2 separate regions of the Mus musculus genome follow, and region 1 is linked to region 2. Evidence: chromatin contacts called from public promoter capture Hi-C data. All regions are on one chromosome and are shown on one strand. Each heading gives the region's core, a stretch centred on a gene start, on an enhancer-like site or on the middle of the called end of the contact. The rest is flanking DNA. Distances are from core to core; before and after follow the strand shown.

Evidence for each region. Capture Hi-C pulls out chosen DNA fragments and counts their contacts.
Region 1: a contact with region 2 is called in a promoter capture Hi-C map of adipose tissue. The contact joins the promoter of Cfap97d1 here to the promoter of 4930417O22Rik in region 2. A contact is called at or near these places in 2 of 39 promoter capture datasets (embryonic stem cells and macrophages), 1 of 15 datasets of contacts at CTCF or cohesin (CD8 T cells), 1 of 484 Hi-C or Micro-C datasets (cranial neural crest), 4 of 115 datasets of contacts at active chromatin or transcription factors (the 230-238 cell line, embryonic stem cells and pancreatic cancer cells) and 3 of 9 other capture datasets (adipose tissue, liver and pancreatic islet).

Annotation. Positions count from the first base shown.
Region 1 is chr11:101,985,646-101,988,345 of GRCm38.p6, reverse strand. It overlaps Cfap97d1 (CFAP97 domain containing 1), which reads right to left and starts at 1,290. Exons shown (of 6, transcript NM_029287.1): 1 at 1,109-1,290; 2 at 329-399. The coding sequence starts at 1,232. It also overlaps a transcript of Dusp3 not described here.
Region 2 is chr11:101,951,106-101,953,805 of GRCm38.p6, reverse strand. 4930417O22Rik (RIKEN cDNA 4930417O22 gene) reads right to left here and starts at 1,385. Exons shown (of 4, transcript NR_045806.1): 1 at 1,327-1,385.

The sequences.
Region 1 (2,700 bases), core at 41-2,540, 35 kb before region 2:
TGAGAGGCCTGGTGGAGCCCAGACAGAGCTTAAGGAGTGACTATGGGGGAGGAATGTTAATGAATCTTTAGGTTGGTGGGTATTTAGAAGGCTCTGGGGAAATGAGTGTCTCTTAAGGACAAAGTTAAAAGCTGGGCAGTGGTAGCACACGCCTTTAATCCCAGCACTTGGGAGGCAGAGGCAGGTGGATTTCTGAGTTAGAGGCCAGCCTGGTCGACAGAGTGAGTTCCAGGACTGCCAGGGCTACACGGAGAAACCCTGTCTCGAAAAATGGGGGTTGGGGGGAGAGGGAGAATCAATAAAATACAGCCACGGGTGGCAAGAATACCTGGATTTTGCTCAATTTTAAAATGTAATGTGTGTGTGCCATTGGAGGTTTGGTATCGACGGCAGGCTTCACTAGAGGGGAAAAACATTGTTACATGGTAGGGTCCTGGCAGCTTTAGAAACCCACCAGGCAACCCGACCCCAACCACTGAGCATCCCGCACTTGAATTTTGACAGAGATCTAGCCTAGCAACTTCAACTAGGTTTAATGTTTCCCTCCTGCCATCTCTGGAGGACTCGGACAGAGAAGACAAAGGGCTGATAATCTATCAAGATGGACAGGGCCGGTAGAATGCCAGCTCACCGCACCAGAGACCCTGGGTTTGGTGCCCAGCACTGCCTAAATCAAGTGGTGATGTGCAGACCATAATTCAGCAACTCCAGCGGTAGTAGCTGACAGAGGGCTAGGAGTTCAAGGTCATCTTTGACCCTCAGCCAGCTCCTGGCCCCCCTGGACTACGTGAGCCCCTCTCTCAAAATCCATAAGGACAAACTTCCCTTCAATCCGATGGCATCTTTTCCCCATCCACTTCGTAACATTCCTAGAGAGTCTATTGGGCACTGAGCTCTTATTTTCTAACTTTGGCACTAAAGAGTTTTTAAAATTTGAATTCTTTCCAGCACACGAATGCTCAGGCAGAAGACAAAAGCCTGCCGCCGACCATTGTGTCCCACGTCACCCCACAGCTAGGGTTTGCGTAGTTTCCTCTTAATACCCTTTTTGATGGAGGCTTCTAGAACTCCAAATGGTGACAAAGGCCAGCGCCAGCTGCCCACTTACCTATTTGTACTCTATTTTTGTGCAATATGTAGTGGCCAAAGTCCAGTTTCTTCCTAAAGGTTGTGCTTTGCCTGTGATTAGAAACGATTACAGGGTAGGCCAAATAATCCAAGGAATTGTTCATTTTCTCCTCCTAGTCTAGCTTCAGAAATGAGACACCTTGGCTTCTCTGTGAGGCACTTAGCTCTCCCCATGACAAGGTGTCATAGTTACCCAGTTATGACATCAGGGACAAGTCTCAGCGGAGGAAGAGGAGATGAGCATGTTTAGTTGTCTCTGGGCACTTTCTAAAAGTTTTCTAAAATTTATATATGGTGATGGGGTGCGGGACAATCCGGTATTTATATTCTCTGTGTTATGATTCGGTCAAGGTAAGTGGCTCTTCTCTTCTCTCCTAAAGCAATGGTGATTCTGTGATAAGTCAGGACCATGTCAGGAGGAAGGAAAGGGGGCTTTGAAGTTCCTCACGTGCCTGGGAAGTAGATGTTTCCAAGGCTGGAGGAGAAAAGAAAGGCATGATATCCCTTCCCTGCCTGGCACAGGCAGAGGCTCACAAAGGGAGGTTGGGGTGGGACTCTAACTCTCATTCTGCCGTTTGAGCTATGAGCTAAGAAGTCACAGTTCCCTGCGAGGTTTCCCTGAAGGTCTGAAACCATAAGTTTTTCTGGGAAAGCGAAACACTCAAAAGTGTAGTTAGTGTAACCCAGAGCAGTGCCACAGGCTCGCAATACCAGCACTTGGGAAATGGAAGCAGGCAGATGGAATTCAAAGTTATCCTTGGTTATATACTGCAAAGCCAGCCTGGGCTACATGAGACCCGACCTCAAAAAACGAAAGTATGAAGTAAAACAAACAAAACCATAAAGAAAACAAATCTTAATAGGAGACACACTGGGGAGACTGTATTTGCCCCTTTGGCGTTAGGGACCGGGCCATTTTCCCTGGCAACTGGAGAGACGCTTTTTGTGCTCTTTGCTCTCAGTGGAAACTCGCTACTGACACCATGTGGCTCACAGTGAGATGGCAGCTACCCCAGGAACAGCTGTAAAGGAACCTGTGGAGGAAGATTTACCCCCACACTAGCCCAGAGCCCACAGCCCAGGGCGCAGGCCCCCAGTGAGTGCTCAACATCTGTCAATTGCTTCTGCAACCGCTACGCCTGTATGTTCCGCGCTGGGAACTGAACTAAGGTTTTTGTGCATGCTGGGCACCTTGCCAGCCCAGGAACCTCCGCAACCCCTTGAATGTTTCTGGAATCTTTCCAGCAAATTTTTAAAAAAAAGATTTATTTACTTTAAGTATGTGAGTACACTATAGCTGTACAGATGACCCGCTCACTTAGGTCAACTCCACTCGCTCTGGCCCAAAGATTTATTATTATACATAAGTACACTATAGCTGTCTTCAGACGCACCAGAAGAGGGCGTCAGATCTCATTACGGGTGGTTGTGAGCCACCATGTGGTTGCTGGGATTTGAACCCAGGACCTTCGGAAGAGCAGTCAGTGCTCTTAACCCTCTGAGCCATCTTGCCAGCCCTCCAGCAATTCTTAGGAGTTAGATGTTGCATATTCTTTACTGAAGTGCTTGGGA
Region 2 (2,700 bases), core at 136-2,635:
TCACCAGAAGTCATACAAATCTTCTTAGGCTTCCAGAGTCGTGAGCAAAAAAAGCACACCTCTAAATAAATTAACTAGCCTCAGGTAGTTAACCACCGAAAATGAACCAAGGCAGTTCTAATACAAAACCACTTCCCTTCCCTGTTCAAACCACAGTGCCCTATTATCTAAAAGATAAACTTCAAGCCAAGCTTTTAGGTTGCCAGTATTTATGTAACAACAAGGCCCGTTGACACACATCTGTAACTCCTAGTACTGGGCCTCAGGGGCAGAGACAGGTGGAGCCCTGGAGTTTGAATTCCAGGTTCTGTGAGAAACTCTGTCTGAAAAGACAATATGGTGAGTGACCCGGGAGGATATCTGATATTGACTTCTGGCCAACACACAGCCATCTCTGCACATCTGTAGTTGCAAGCCTTTTGCACTAAGTTTGGCCAGAGTCAGAGTTTGCAAGTGTTTGTGGACTGAATGCACGTGTTGCTGGTGATCTACAAAGTCACCCTCCTTCTCAAGCTAGCAGCACTGGCTTCGGCCAGCTGCTCATTCAAGCCTCTTTGCAGAGTCATCACGGGGATGGGGGAGCAGGGCCCCTCCCTAGAACACCAAGCCTGTGGTTGTTTATTCAGGACATTATTGAGGGCCAAGATGACAGATAACTCTATCACTTGGCCAACAGTCGGGTGTTGCGGTGTTAGGTTATTTCTGTGTCTGCAGAAAACAGTGCAACCTGGACAAAAGAAATAAATGATATCATTTTTCATTCAGGCAACTAGATTCCGTGGTACAAAAGGCTCCCTGGGGAACGAGGCCGGGACAGCGCGGCTCCTGAGTCGCTATTTCCGTCTGTCAACTTCTCTAATCTCTTGATTTCCTCCCTCTGTCTGTTTCCTTCCTCTTGCTGGGGCCCAGTGGAGTCTGTGTACTCACAGGGAGGAGGGTGGCAAAGCCCTGGTCCTCTACGGGCTGGGGGAAGGGGGGAAGCTGTCGGCCCAGTGACTTTTTCCCCTTTCTCTTTTTCTTAGAAACCAGTCTCAATTTAAGATAATGAGTCTCCTCATTCACGTGTGCTCACTATTCATAGGGACTTATCCACCCCCGCCCTGTCAATCTGGCTAAGTAAGACAAGTCAAATTTAAAAGGGAACGTTTTTCTAAAAATGTGGCTGGACCGTGTGCCGGCACGAAACCAGGGATGGCGGTCTAAGTTACATGCTCTCTGCCAGCCCCGGTGCCTTTTCCTTTCGGAAAGGAGACCCGGAGGTAAAACGAAGTTGCCAACTTTTGATGATGGTGTGCGCCGGGTGACTCTTTAAAATGTCATCCATACCTGGGATAGGGAAGGCTCTTCAGGGAGTCATCTAGCCCTCCCTTCAGGAAAAGATTCCACTTCCGGTTTAGTTAGCTTCCACCTGGTCCCTTATCCGCTGTCTCTGCCCACTAGTCCTCATCCATCCGGTTTCCGCCCTCATCCACCTTGCCCTTTTAGTTCCTAGAAAGCAGCACCGTAGTCTTGGCAGGTGGGCCATTGGTCACTCCGCTACCACTGTTACCATGGCCACCAAGGTGTCATTTAAATATGAGCTCACTGAGTCCTGCGGGATGGCTTGGTTGGTAATATGCTTGCTGCAAAATCGTGAGAACTGGAGTTCAATTCCCAGCACATGGATGTATTTCCAGCACCTGGAAGGCAGGGAGCAGAGATCTTAAAGCTCCTGGCCAGACAGCCCAGCCTAATTAGTAATCAGTGAGAGACCCTGTCTCAAGAAACAAGATGGAACATCAAAGGTCAACCTCTTGTCTCCACACACACAAATACACACATGCACATACATCCACACACAGGCAAACACATGCACACACCTGAACACCCTCCACAAATACATACATAAAAAAATAAATACATACACACATACATACATACACCAACATTCCCTCTCCTTAGTCTCCTGGCTACGCTCTTGTCACCCCCACTAAGGCTTCAACTTCTTCTATTTCTTCATCTTGACTCCTCTGTACTTTGCATGCCTTTTCCAGCAAAGGCTTTTCTTTAAATCTCCGTCATTCATAAACTCCCTCTAAATTTCTTCCCCTGCCCTTTTCTTTCTCTCTAGGGAGATAAAGACACACACTACAAAGTCACCGTGGGACCAGTTTATTCACCCACCCACCCCTGCTTCTGTTCATCCGGCCAGCTAAGTAGTCCAACCTCTCTGGTGCTGTACCCTGGACCCTGGCTTCACCACAGCTCCTCCATGCTACCCAGCCCTGCAAACCTTCAGCCTAGCCTCTGGTTCTCCAACCAGCACAGGCCCAGTCTGGCTTCTATGTCCTAGAAATCTCCTTCATTCTCTCCATTTCCCTCCTGAATCTACCACCTTCTTTCTCCCTTCTCCTGACCTCTAATGTCTTGGTCAAACGATTACAAGGAAGCCAATGAAATTAGCAGTTTGGGGTACCTCAGAGTCAGCAGGGGAGCTGGGATGAATTCACATTTCCAGGCCTTTGCTTTGCTCCCCGGATTCTGACAGGCAGTTCCGAAGCTGAGTCCAGGAAGCTGAATTTAAAATCACACTCCAGCTGGGTTCTGAGGCAGCCCTACCACATCAGCTGGCCCTGACTGAGCTGTGTCTGGGTGGCAGTGGTGCTGGTGGTGCTGGTGGTGCTGGTGGTGGTGGTGGTGGTGGTGGTGGTGGTGGTGGTG